Regions from separate parts of the Pan troglodytes genome. Here region 1 is linked to region 2. A link is a contact called in public Hi-C data. All regions are on one chromosome and are shown on one strand. The core of a region is the stretch at or near the end of the contact, and the rest is flanking DNA. Distances in the headings are between cores, read along the strand shown.

Region 1 (6,317 bases), core at 3,181-5,680, 310 kb before region 2:
CGTGCATGCACCAAATGAGTCTTCCCGGGCTGAGCCCAGATGATGTCCACACTGAACTGCTTTCCTTCTTGGCCTCGCGATCCGCTCTGTGCAGCCTCTGCTCCATTTAGGCAAGTGGGCCATTCTCTGTCCCTACAGGGTCCTCCCACGTCCCCCTGTCTGCCTCAGAGTTCTGAACTCCTGCCACTGGGAATTTTCTCCCTGTCTATCTCCACCTTTCAAAATCCTACCATTTGCATTATTCAGGGGTTTGGGTTCCAAAAAGAGGAAGTGCCTCTGGGTACCTTAAGCAGAACAGGAGAATTTACTAGAAGAATATCAAGTAGCTCACAGGGGAACTGGAGAGCAGAAGGGGTGAGAATGGAGCTGGCTAATTCCTGTGGGAGGGATGTGCTGGGACTATTTCAGCCATGGCAAATTGAATCTCACCCTCTCTTGTCCTTTTCACCCTCACCAGTTTCACAGTCTTGAGTGGGAGGGTTCCATTGGCCAATCCCAGGCTGTTCACTCTCACAGGGCTTCTGGGAATGGAGGGACCAAGGTGCCCATTCTGCCTCCCTCCAGGGTTCAGACAGGCTTCTCTAAAACCAGGAAGGGGCTAGAGAGGGGGGCAGCCAAATTAAAGGCAGCTTCCCACCATGTAGTCTCTCAAGGTCATTGCCAATGCCACCACCTTTCATAAAGCCTAAAGCTTCTCCTGATTCTCTAGACATATTTTCTTTGGTACTGTTCATGTTTAGTTTTATATTATAGTTATTTGTATGCTGGTTTCATCCTTCCTTTTGGGTCTTTCCTCTCCATTTCTCCTAAACTATTTTCCCATCCTTTCACTCTACTCCAGTTTGCGTTATAACCTCTCTGAATAATGCAATCTTATATCTGCTCTTTGCACATCCAGGTGTTCTTTGGTGTCTGCACCAAATGAATGAATCCTGAAGTGGATCTTATAATGCCTTACAAATAGAACTACACCAGATATGCTTAATTGAATTGAGGGTTACAAGAGAAGGTCATGAGAAAGGAGACATGAGTGTTTATCATGTGCTGAACACACAGTTGAGACATGTTTATATTATCTCCTTTAATTCTCACAACGCTTTGCAAGAGCACTATTAATATCTGAGGCTCAGAGAGGTGAAATGACCCCAAGGCACAGGCTCCAAGGTAGGCTTTGAGCCTCTGACGTATGACTTGGACAACACCCTCAACCTTGCTTTGTGTTTTCCGTGAGTCTAAGGAGGGGTTAGAGAAGGCCTTGAATGGAGCTCTGAAAGAGAAGGACGGGGACAGGGAATTCCTAGCTGCCTTCACACCACAGAAGGCTGAAACTAGTGTGACTCAATGTGGCACTGTGGGCAGAGCTGAGTGACTGAAGCAAACAGCTTATACTGGACAGAGGTAAAAAGGAGATTGTATGGCAGGGCTAAGTTTGAGAGGCCTTTGGAAGAGAGATCATAAGGTGTAATGCTGATGTGATTTTAGGCAAAAGTTTACTGCACCTCCTTCCACTCCATGTTTTTTATGCTTTCAATACTTTGTGATTGAAGACAGTAAAACAGATGTGGACACATTAATGGAGTAGAATGCAGAAAAACCTATATATTTTTAGATAAAACATAAGCTTCAAAGAAATGTCTCCCCCATGTTAAGGCTTGCAGTGGGTTGGATGTTGGCCCCAAAAGATATGTTCACCTGGAAGGTGAGAATGCGACCTTATTTGGAAAAAAGGTCTTTGCAGATGTTGTAAGATACGGATGTCGAGATGACATCATGCTGGATTAGAGTGAGCCCTAAATTCAATGATACTTGTCTTTACAAAAAGAGAGAAGGGAAAGGACACAGGGAACCAGGTTGTGTGAAGACAGAGAGGCAGAGGTGGGAGTGACGCTGCCACAAGCCAAGGAATGCCTGCAGCCACCAGAAGCTGGAAGAGGCAGGGAAGGATTGTTCTCTACAGACTTTGGAGAGAGGCTGGTGTCTTGATATCAGACTTCTGAACTCCAGAACTTTGAGAAAATAACCTCTGTTTTGTCACCTAGTTTGCGGTCATTTGTTAAGGCAGCCCGAGGAAACGAACACAGGCCTCTAAGGGCTAAATACCCCAGCCTCTCTGGCGGAAAATGCTCAGTCTTCAGTCATCAGATAACTTTTGAGGAGACTGTGGTGGGCAACGGGGAGCCATGAGAAGTTCTTGAGCACAACCAGGGACAAATGGAAACAATTTATAGGAAGGTTAGGATGACATTGATGTCCACTGTGAGTCTGAGGGATTTAAGAAGGAAGTAATGGGAGACCAGTTGGAAGGCAGTAGTTGTGGGGAATTGAACAAGAGTTTTGGAGTCAGGTACATGCAGTTCTGACCCCAGTTCTTTGATCCACTGTTGAAGTGATTTCATCTGTAAAATGGGGATAATACTATTGTGTGTGGATTAGAGATGATATATGTCAAGAATTCAATCAAGGTACATTATAACTATTGCTAGGAATGATGTGTAAGTTAGGATGCCAGTGATGGATATGGAAAGAAAGGTGCAGTGGAAAAGACGTTTAAGAATCACCAGGACTCAGAACCATGGGGGTAGTCTTCAAGGGGTCTTGGTGTCATTCAGCGCTCTCCCGGCTTTTCTTGGGGAGAGCTCGGAGAGAGGGAAGGAAAAGCCAAGATAACAATGAGGTTTCTCCCAGGAGCTGAGGTGCCTGGTAGACTCTTGGCCAGGCCTGAAACCGTGGGAGGAGGAGCTGGTCTGGGGAGCAGATGAGTTTCATTTTGAACATGGTGACCTAGAAGAGATGCTGGGCCATGTTTAGGGGGTGCAGATTAGCTGGGGAGCTCTGCAGATTAGCAGGGGAGCTCTCTAAGGCTACAGGCCTGGGGGTTAATCAATGAAGGTTTAGACAGGGAGTGTACAAAAAACAATCAACTCTCTCTTAAAAAAAAAAAGGTGCGTATCAGAGTAAAAACAAAGGGCCACCATCTGCCTTGGGGATATCACTTTTACAGGGTGGGAAGACAACAAACTCTCCAGAGGAGGCAGATGGGCAGGTCAGAAAGGTAAGAGAATCAGAACTGGCTGCGTTTGATGAATGAAAAGATGATGGTGTTTCAGGAAATAGCAGAAATGCCACATATTTCAGAAAACTCCACAGGATAAAGATTGATAAAGGGCCACTGGATTTAGATAGAGAATGACATCGGTGACTTCTAAAGAATCAGAGAAAGAAGAGGCATGCAAGAACCACGATTCAGTGAAAGTTTACAAAGCAAACAAGCTACAAACTGGGTCAATATTGCTATACTTATTTTGAGTAAATGAATCTAAAATTGGGCAGACTGATGACTAGAATTTTTCTTTCCTTATTGTAAAGCTAGATATTAGTGACACAAAGCTTGCACAAAAGGATGAACTGAAGTAGCTTCTTTCACAAGGTCAAAACAAGGAAAAATGAGGCTGTTCTGATTCCCTGAGCTTGTACCTGATCCCTGCTCGGTGTACTGTGCCTCCTTCCACTTACTGAGCTATTGAGGGCTACCTACTGCCAGGGTACTTCACATGGGAGGTAGGTAAATATTATCTCCCCATTTGACAGATTTTAGAAAGGCTGAGGACCACCTGTGCAACGTTACACAGTTCAGGAAGTCAACAGTCAAACACTCACCTGTCTGACTTCGAAGCTACGCTGAGTCTAGTTACCTATCCTTGGGTACTTCCCTTCTGGAAGGAAGCAGGAGATGAGTGAATCAAATAATACAGCCTTGTAACCTTGGGTAAATTATTATTGCCTTAATAGTAAGCAGAGACCAGGAGCCTAAGAAAGAATCTCATTAACATGGATGCAGGCTATCCTGCCAGGAAATCAGAATCATTTGAATATTAGGATTTCTTTTGGGAAACCATATGGGGAGGAGAAAAGACATCCGGATGCATGTGTCTGTGAAAGGGAAACTTGTGTCTTTCCCCTTGCTCTTGGGTTTTCATCTTCCAAGTTTGTTTATAGGCTAGCCACAACTCGAGGCTGGGTGAGCTGAACGGTCCCATCATTAGCGACACTCCTTCTAGGGGCACATTCGGGCAGCTCGTCTTCGGGTTCTGCCCCCATGGGTGTGCAACCAGGATTCCACTGGCTGGGGCTGGCCTGGATGCCTGGGAGGCAACAGAGGTCGAGTTTCTTCTTCTTTTAGGAAGTGCCTCGGACAGGGATGATGGACTAAAAACGTGTCTGGTTGGGAAAGTAAATAGATGCAAAGCAAATAAATAAAAATGCCCACAAGCAATTACAGGGAGGAAGTGACATTTTTATTTAAGTCACTTTTCTGATGGACAACAGGCCTGCTTAGCTGAGTGCCGTGGGAATGCTTCCGGGAGGGGGGCGGCTGCCCAGCAACTAGAGCTTCGTGATAAGAACAACGAACAAACAAAAAAGACGACGCAAAGCCCACCCGGCAGTCATCCCAGGCTGGAAGTTGCCGTCTGTGTTTTCACTCTCCTCCCCACCCACCCACCCTGCCCCCCACCGCCCGCACGCAATTTCGGGCGTGGGGACCCTTTCCTGCCCCCGGCGCCGGGCCCGTGCTGCGCCTCCAGAGCGGAGCGTCCTGCAGCCCCGCGCTATCCCGGCGCCCGTACCGGGACCCGGGCGCGGAGCCTGGCGACGACGGGTGGCGCCCCAGGTGGGTCTCGGGTCCCCGCCCCGCGCGCCCGGGCCTGGGCCGGCCCCTGGGCGGCGTCACGGCGCGGCCGGGGAGGAGCGCGGGAGGAGGAGGAAGAGCGCGGAGGAGGCGGGCGCTGCGCGCCGGGGGAGGGTCGCCGCCGCCGCCGCCGCCGCCGCCGCCGCCGCGGGGATCGTCAGGCCGGAGCCGCGCGGCGGAGCGGGCGGCTGGCGGAGGGGAGGGCTTGGCGGCCGGGAGGCTCGCGGCGCCCGGGCCGGCAGGGTCCTCCCGGGCCGGCAGCGTCCGCCCGGCGGCGGGAGGAGGGACCGGCGCAGACAAAGAGCGGCGCCTGGGCGGGCGCAGCGCGGCCACCGCCCCGGGACCCGCGCCGCTGCCCTCCGGCTCCGCGGGCGGCCCACGGCGAGGTAAGCGCGGCCAGGCGGGCGTGGGGCGGGGGCCACAAACTTGGGGCCGTTGGGCGGAGTTGGGAGCGCGGCGGGGCTCGCGGGCCGGGGTGCGCCCGGGAAGGGGCCAGGAGAGCGGGTCCCCTCCGCGCCTCTCCGGTGCTCTCGGCCCCGCCGCGGCCTGGGCGCCCCCGACCGCGGACTGCCGGGCACCTCCCGGCTCTGCACCTTCCTGCCCGCCTTCCCATCCCCAACCCCCACCATCGGGGGCCGGCGCAGGGGCGGGGACGCCAGCCAAGGGCGCGGGCGAGGATCAGAGCAGGGGGCCCGCCTGCGGGGCCCGGGGACTGGAGACCCCCGGGTGCGCAGGCTGCGCCTGGCCTGCAGGCGGGCGGCCGGCACGGAGCTCGGGGCTAGCGTGGGACCGTGCGGTGGCCAGGGTCGCCAGGGCGCGTGTGCCGGGGAAGAATAGCCGCGGATCGCGGGGCCCCGGCGCAGGGACGGGGGAGGCCGCGATCGGCCGGGAGAACTTAACTGTGTTTATTACAACTATTTATGTTCGCGCACAAAGCTGCTGTCACGTCGCATAAAGGAGGTCCTCGCTTCGGCGAAGGGAGCTTTTGTGCCCGGCTTCAGGCTCTGCGCCCTGCCCCAGATTTACAGGACTCTAACAGCCACCTGAATGAACCAAAGTTTCTCACAATCGCTCGGCCCTCTCGGTTTTTTTCAGGGCGATTTAATCACCGAGTGCTTTTGGAAAAATTTGATGTGTGAGTTTTAAGGCATGGACGGTAACTGCCTTATGAGCACAGTTAGCTTGGCATTGTGTGGAGGGGTTTAATTTGCAAAACGCTTTAATTTGTAGACAATAAGGATCTCTGTGAAGGTCTGCGCTGGATGCTAGGGGTCCTTGGCTGGTGGACCCCAGGCACCTGACTTAAACTAGTATTGTAACAGCTTCAGGGACAAAGCCGAGCGTGCGTGGAGTCGGCCTTGGCCACTTCACACAATTCAGGTTGGCAGATTCCTCTTTATTTGGCTTTGTTTATTTTGCCAACAGGTTTAAGGCTGCTTCTGCCAAGTTTGCATCTGCATAATGGGATGAGCAGGCCCCAGTGTGGGCAGGAGGGGGCCTAAAATATCGCACGGGCCAGCTCCATCCCTCGACCCAGAAAGAAACAACCCTGAGAGGCCGGTGGGCGTGGCTTGCTGGGACCTACAGGTAGGGGAGTCCCTTCCTGGCCCAGGCGCAGTCCCCGCTTCTC
Region 2 (6,098 bases), core at 2,898-5,397:
GAGATGAGGAAAACTATAGGAAGCATAAGAAAAAAATCACTGTTGTACATGTTTAAGGGCTAAATAGAGAGTCTGAAGGTCTCTGTGTATGTTATGTATTCTTACATATGTATAGCTAATGAAATGTCACTAAGAGTCTATATTTTAAGTTTTTATTATGAAAATGTATAAACATGTACAGAGAATAGCATAATAATCCCCTGTTGTCTCAGTCTGTTTGGGCTGCTATAACAAAATACCATGACCAGGTGACTTATAAACAACAGAAATGGATTTCCCACAATTATGGAGACTGGAAGTCCAAGATGGAGGCACCAGCAGATTTGGTGTCTGGTGGGGGCTCACTTCCTGGCTCATAGATTCACAGATGGCACCTTCTCACTGTGCTCTCACATGTTGGAAGGAAAGAGGGAGTTCACTAGAGGACCCTTTTTAAAGGATACTAATCCCATTCATGCAGGCTCTGCCCTCATGACCCTATCACCTCCTAAAGACCCCACCTCTAATACCATTACTTTGGGGGTTAGGATTTAAACAGATGAAATTTGGGAGGACAGAAACATTCAGACCATAGCTCCCAAACATATAATAATTGGGAGTCAAGGACTGCGTAAGTGGTTTCCTGGCAAAAGAATGATCTCTGTTTGCCAATCTTTTTCCTGAACTATTTTAAGTGAAATCCCATACATTGAATCACTTTATCCACAAAAATTCAGTATATAGTTCTAATAGACAGGGCTTTAAAATTGCAAATACAATACCATTTTCACACCTAAAATATTTAGCAATGTTAAAATGAAGCCCACTCGGCTGTCGAATCTCTCTTACTGCTGGCTCCTTGGAGGCAGAGTCAAGATGGACCCGGCCTTGCTGTGGTTGGTCTCTCTGAGGCCTCTCATAATCAAAGGCAGCTCCGTCTTAGACTCTGCCCCCTTTCCCCTGTGTGCATTCAGCTCATGGCACGCTCGCAGGGTGATGGCACTTCCTACAGTCCTCTATCTGCTATTGCCAGGTATCTGTGAATTGGAAGCCACAGAGGGAGGACCACTGAGGCCCCTGAGGCACGTGGAGGAAGGGAACGCCATGTCTGGACTGTGTTTGAGAAGGTCAGTCTGACAATGTGTGACAATGGTATGGGGAGTGGATTGGAATCCTCTACAGTGAGAGCTCCTGGCCAAAGGAAGGGTGGATCAGAGAGGTGTAACAGCACTGGGTGGGGAGCTCAGAGGCCAGAGGGAGTTTGGTCTGAAAATAATTTCTAACATTTGTTGAGTGCTTACTGTACAACAGGCTCTGTGCATGTGATCTCTTACCCCAGTGTGATAGATAATATTGCCCCCATATTACCTCTGGCCTAGAGAGGACAGGTGATCTAATTACACAGTTTGTGCATAATGCAGAAAGAACTGGAACCCAAAGCCCGCGTCCTTAGCTACTGTCACATGGCAGAAACGAAGGTCCTGGGGTTCATTTGGTATGGTATATCAAGGGAGAGAAACTGCATTATTAAACTGAGTGAGGCCAGGTGGAGACTTTAGGAAGCAGGTGCGTTTTGGTGGAGAGCTGAATGAGCTGAGTTACTCTAAGTGCAGTCTGAGGACTACTGGGATCAGCGTTCTCTAGGAGCCAATAAAAACAAAATGGAGACAGCTGGGCCCCACCCAAGACCTACGTCATTCCAGGGGATTTGACTCAGAAATCTGCACTAACAAGCTCCTTGGGATTTTCAGACTAAGTTTGAGAAACACTGGAATGAAAAATCAGACCAGACTTAGCAGCGGGAGAAAGGAGGGTCTTGTACATTAAAGGGGTGACAAATTTAAGTGACTAGTAAGAAAAGGACCTTTAATAGTGTCTCACATGTAGCTAGCATTTTATAAGTGCTACAGACTGAATTTTTGTGTCTCCCCTAAATTCATACATTAAATCCTAATTCCTGAAGTGAGGTGTTAGGAGGTGGGGCCTTCGGGAGATGATCAGGTACTGAGGATGGATCCCTCATGAGTGGGATTTGTGACCTCATAAAAGAGCCCCAGAGAGCTCCCTCACCCCTTCTACCGTATGAGGACACAGCAAGAAGGTGCCATCTAGGAAGCAGGAAGCAGGGCCTGACCAGACACCAAATCTGCTGGGGCGTTAGTCTTGGATTTCCAGCCTCCATAACTGTGCAAAATCCATTTCTGTTGCTTATAAGCTACCCAGCTTCCGGGATTTTGTTTAGCAGCCCAAATGGACTAAGACAATAAGTAAATATCGTTGAACAAATAGACAGATGAAAAGGAACTTAGATATCAGCATAAGAACTGACATAGTGTCTCTAGGCTGAACACATGAGTTTAGCGGCCCCTCTGAAGGCAGAGTGAGACGCTCCCTGCTACAGAAAACTCTCTGATCATATCCCGATTAAGTGAAGATAATTTTTTTTTTTTGAGATAGTGTCTTGCTTTGTCACCCAGGCTGGAGTGCAGTGGCGCAATCTCAGCTCACTGCAACCTCGGCCTCCTGGATTCAAGTGATTCTCCTGCCTCAGCCTCCCAAGTAGCTGGGACTACAGGCACGCGCCACCACGCCTGGCTAATTTTTGTATTTTTGTAGACAGGGAGTTTCACCATGTTGACCAGGCTGGTCTCAAACTCCTGACCTCAAGTGATCTGCCCTCCTCAGCCTCCCAAAGTGCTGGGATTACAGGCGTGAGCCACCATGATCCCCCTTAAGTGAAGAGAATTTGAATGTCATATTAGAAGTAGATATTGGTAGCAATTTGGGGTAAGGGGGATGATCTCCACAGGATAAATAAGATTACAGCCATTATGTTTAATGTATGTTCTAAACCAATCCAAACAGAATATTGGCTTTTTATGTGCTTTGATTTTTCTTTGTAATGATAAATTTCTTGTCCTCAGGCAAAAGTAAATATATGCCTAGTTACTTTTATCCCCTATTCTACAGGGGATATCCTATCCCCTATTCTACAGTTTCCTCAAGGGTTTAGAAGCACTTCCCCAAGATAGCTAGATGTGTAACATTATCCTTCTGATTCTCTCTGACACCCTGGGCAGTATCGTTATTTAACTCAGACCCACTTCGCACTTTTTTCTTTGGTCGGCCACCATCTGTCCTTACTAGCTCAATGTTAGAAGTCTTCTTTCTCCTTCCTGCTGGAGAAATTCAACTGCATTGCATGGAGAGCTAATTATATGGAGAGACAGTAAGTGCTTACCACTGGAGGGTATAAAAATACCGGCCGGTGTGGTGGCTCACACCTGTAATCCTAACACTTTGGGAGGCCGATGCGGGTGAATCATTTGAGTTCAGGAGTTCAAGACCAGCCTGGCCAACATGGTAAAATCCCTTCTCTACTAAAAATACAAAATTAGCCGGGCCTCGTGGCACATGCCTTGTAATCCCAGCTACTCAGGAGGCTGAGGCAGGAGAATCGCTTGAACCCCGGAGGCAGAGGTTGCAGTGACTGAGATCCCATCACTGCACTCCAGCCTGGGCAACAAGAGTGAAACTCTGTCTCAGGGAGGGGAAAATAAGTGAGAACCTTGGTGAAGGAAAGAGGTAATCAGCTCAGTTCAGGGCAGATCTGAGATGGGAAGACAGGAAAGGTAATCTCACATCACCATCCTTTTGTAGCCCAGGCCTGGAGAGAATAATTAGGTGACCCGCTCAGAGTCCGTTGGGATAAAGTTGTTCTAGTTTTTGTTCACTACGCCGCCTTTCACGTGTCCTCTACATTAGAACAGGCCAGTTACTGGGATGCAGTTCTGCGTTTCCCTTGGGTCTCACCTTAACATCGCTCGCTGAAGTGTGCCCGGATTACAGAGCGGGCAAAGGGAAGCAGTGGTTTTGCTCACAGCTGCAGGGCACCAGGTTCCTGGTTTCTCAAAGGCTTTTCTATTGGAGAAGTTTGGGTGAGAAGATTTCCTGGACTGCAGCTCTGAACCCAGACTGTGGAGTCTTTCAAAATATCTCAAAAACAGCCCCGCCTAAGGCATCCTTAAGAGCAGCTCTGAACTAAGGAAATTCCAAAGCCCACTTTACAAACCAGGCAGAAGCAAGGCCTCCAAGCAGGGAGGGAGGGAGATAGGGAAGAAAGGGGTGAGGAGTAAGGGGAACAGTGGCGCGGCTGGGGCGGGCGGAGGAAGTGGGGGAGCCAAGGAGACACCCCAGCGCTGGGATCCGGCAAGTCCTCCCTCTGAGTGGCCAGGGGGCCTCGTCCCTTCTCCCGATGCCTTCTGCCCTTCCCTGGGTCTCCGGAACCCAGCTTGTCCTAACCGCTTTCGCTGCGGGCAGCGCTGGCCACGCGGCCCCCGCCGCCGGCGGTTCTCCGTGGCCAAGCATCCTTGGCCTTGGAGCCCAGGGGCTGCGCTCCCCTTGGGGCCGGGGCGGGAGCGAGGACCTCGGCGGTACTCGCCCGTGCGCTGGGCGCAGCCGCTTGGCCGTCAGCCCTCTGGCGCGGCGCCCACCCGCTGGGTCCCGCCCCGGCAGCGACGCAGGGATAACCCGCGGCCGCGCCTGCCCGCTCGCATCCCTCTCCCGCGCCCAGTTCTCCCTCGCAGCGGCTCGAAGTGCGCCCCTCGCCCTCCTGCTCGCGCCCCGCCGCCATGGCCGCCTCCCCCGCGCGGCCTGCTGTCCTGGCCCTGACCGGGCTGGCGCTGCTCCTGCTCCTGTGCTGGGGCCCAGGTGAGCGGGGCGATGCCAGGCTGATTGATAGCGGCACCAGGGGTTGGCCCCGTGTGGCGCTTCCAGGGTGCCCGGGGAGAGCGATCGGTGATGGGGTGGCGGCGTAGGGACCCATCCTTAGCCTAGGCAGGGCCAAGGGGGTGGTAGAGGACCGGGTCTGGGGTTTTGCACTCGCACAAGTGCGAAGTGGTGAGCTTGTGAGGGTGGAGAGAGTACCGGGGTCAAGGGGAGGGTCTCAGATCTCCCGGGCAACCTTGGGCAAGGAGGGCCAGGCGTCCGGAAGGGTGGGCAAGTAGTGTTTCGGGGCTTAACGTAAGGGGCAAAGGGGTTGTGGGGGCTTTACGCAGCTGGTAACCCAGAGGAGGCAAATGGCACCATCACCGCCATTCCCTTCCAGGCAGTCGCTTGGCAACCAAGTTGACTTGCGCTTCCCAGCTGGGTCAAGTTGCAATTTGCAAAGCCGGGCACAGGCCTCACACCCCAGAGAGGGGAAAGGCTCTTAAAGGAGTAATGCTTAATCTTTCCTGCTTCGTGGAGCTCCCAGCGAATCGGTTGAAAACTCAAATTCTCCGCTCGCTCTCTGTAAAGCGTGCATTCACACGCACACCCAGAATGATGGGTGCTCCGATATCTGAACGCTGGGCTCCACAGGCCCCACTTTAGGAACCATAATCTGAAGCCGTGGTTTGTCCTGAGTTACCACCTTCACTGGGTAGGAGGAACATTTATGGTTCACAAGTGGCCTCAAGGACACATGACTGCCTTTGAAGCTTACAACTAGGGGAGGCAGGGATTGTGACCTCAGAGTTACTGGTGTATGAAGTGACTTGCCCAAGAGCCTGAGACTGGCGCTGTCCCACTGCAAAGCAGCTGGGCACTGCCTAATGTAAAAGGGAGGCTCACTCGATTGCTCGGTTTCTGTATTTTGCTCATTCAAAACAGGTATGGAAACTGAACTGGAGGTGAGAAGAGGCAGGGGACATTCAGTAGGAGCCCTGGGATGGAGCCCCGGGGTTGCTAAAACAGCAGGAGAGGTGGTGGGGTCTGTTCAGGTGGGGAGGATTATTGTTCCACCTTAGAATCACAGGCGAAGCTAATCAGTCATTTCCCATTGTGTGGTTTACCTGCCTCCCACTCTTTGTTCTTGCCATTTTAAGAAGCACATCTGGGCCGGCCTTGGTGGCTCATACCTGTAATCCCAGCACTTTGGGAGGCCGAGGGGGGCAGATCACCTGAGGTCGGGGGTTCAAGACCAGCCTGACCAACATGGAGAAACCCCGTCTCTACTAAAAATGCCAGACGTGATGGCACATTCCTGTAATCCCAGCTACTCGGGAGGCTGAGGCAGGAGAATTGCTTGAATCTGGGAGGAGGAGATTGCGGTGAGATCGTGCCATTGCACTCCAGCC

The links. Hi-C and Micro-C count contacts between places; a contact is called where the count stands out from the background.
Region 1: a Hi-C map of stem cell-derived neural progenitor cells shows a contact between it and region 2, with 2.1 times the contacts expected there. The contact joins the promoter of NCK2 here to the promoter of C2AH2orf40 in region 2. A contact is called at or near these places in 1 of 7 Hi-C or Micro-C datasets (stem cell-derived neural progenitor cells) and 1 of 1 datasets of contacts at active chromatin or transcription factors (stem cell-derived excitatory neurons).

Annotation. Positions count from the first base shown.
Region 1 is chr12:17,091,661-17,097,977 of NHGRI_mPanTro3-v2.0_pri, reverse strand. It overlaps NCK2 (NCK adaptor protein 2), which reads left to right and starts at 4,430. Exons shown (of 5, transcript XM_054678688.1): 1 at 4,430-4,669.
Region 2 is chr12:16,776,782-16,782,879 of NHGRI_mPanTro3-v2.0_pri, reverse strand. C2AH2orf40 (chromosome 2A C2orf40 homolog) reads left to right here and starts at 4,147. Exons shown (of 4, transcript XR_010149037.1): 1 at 4,147-4,689.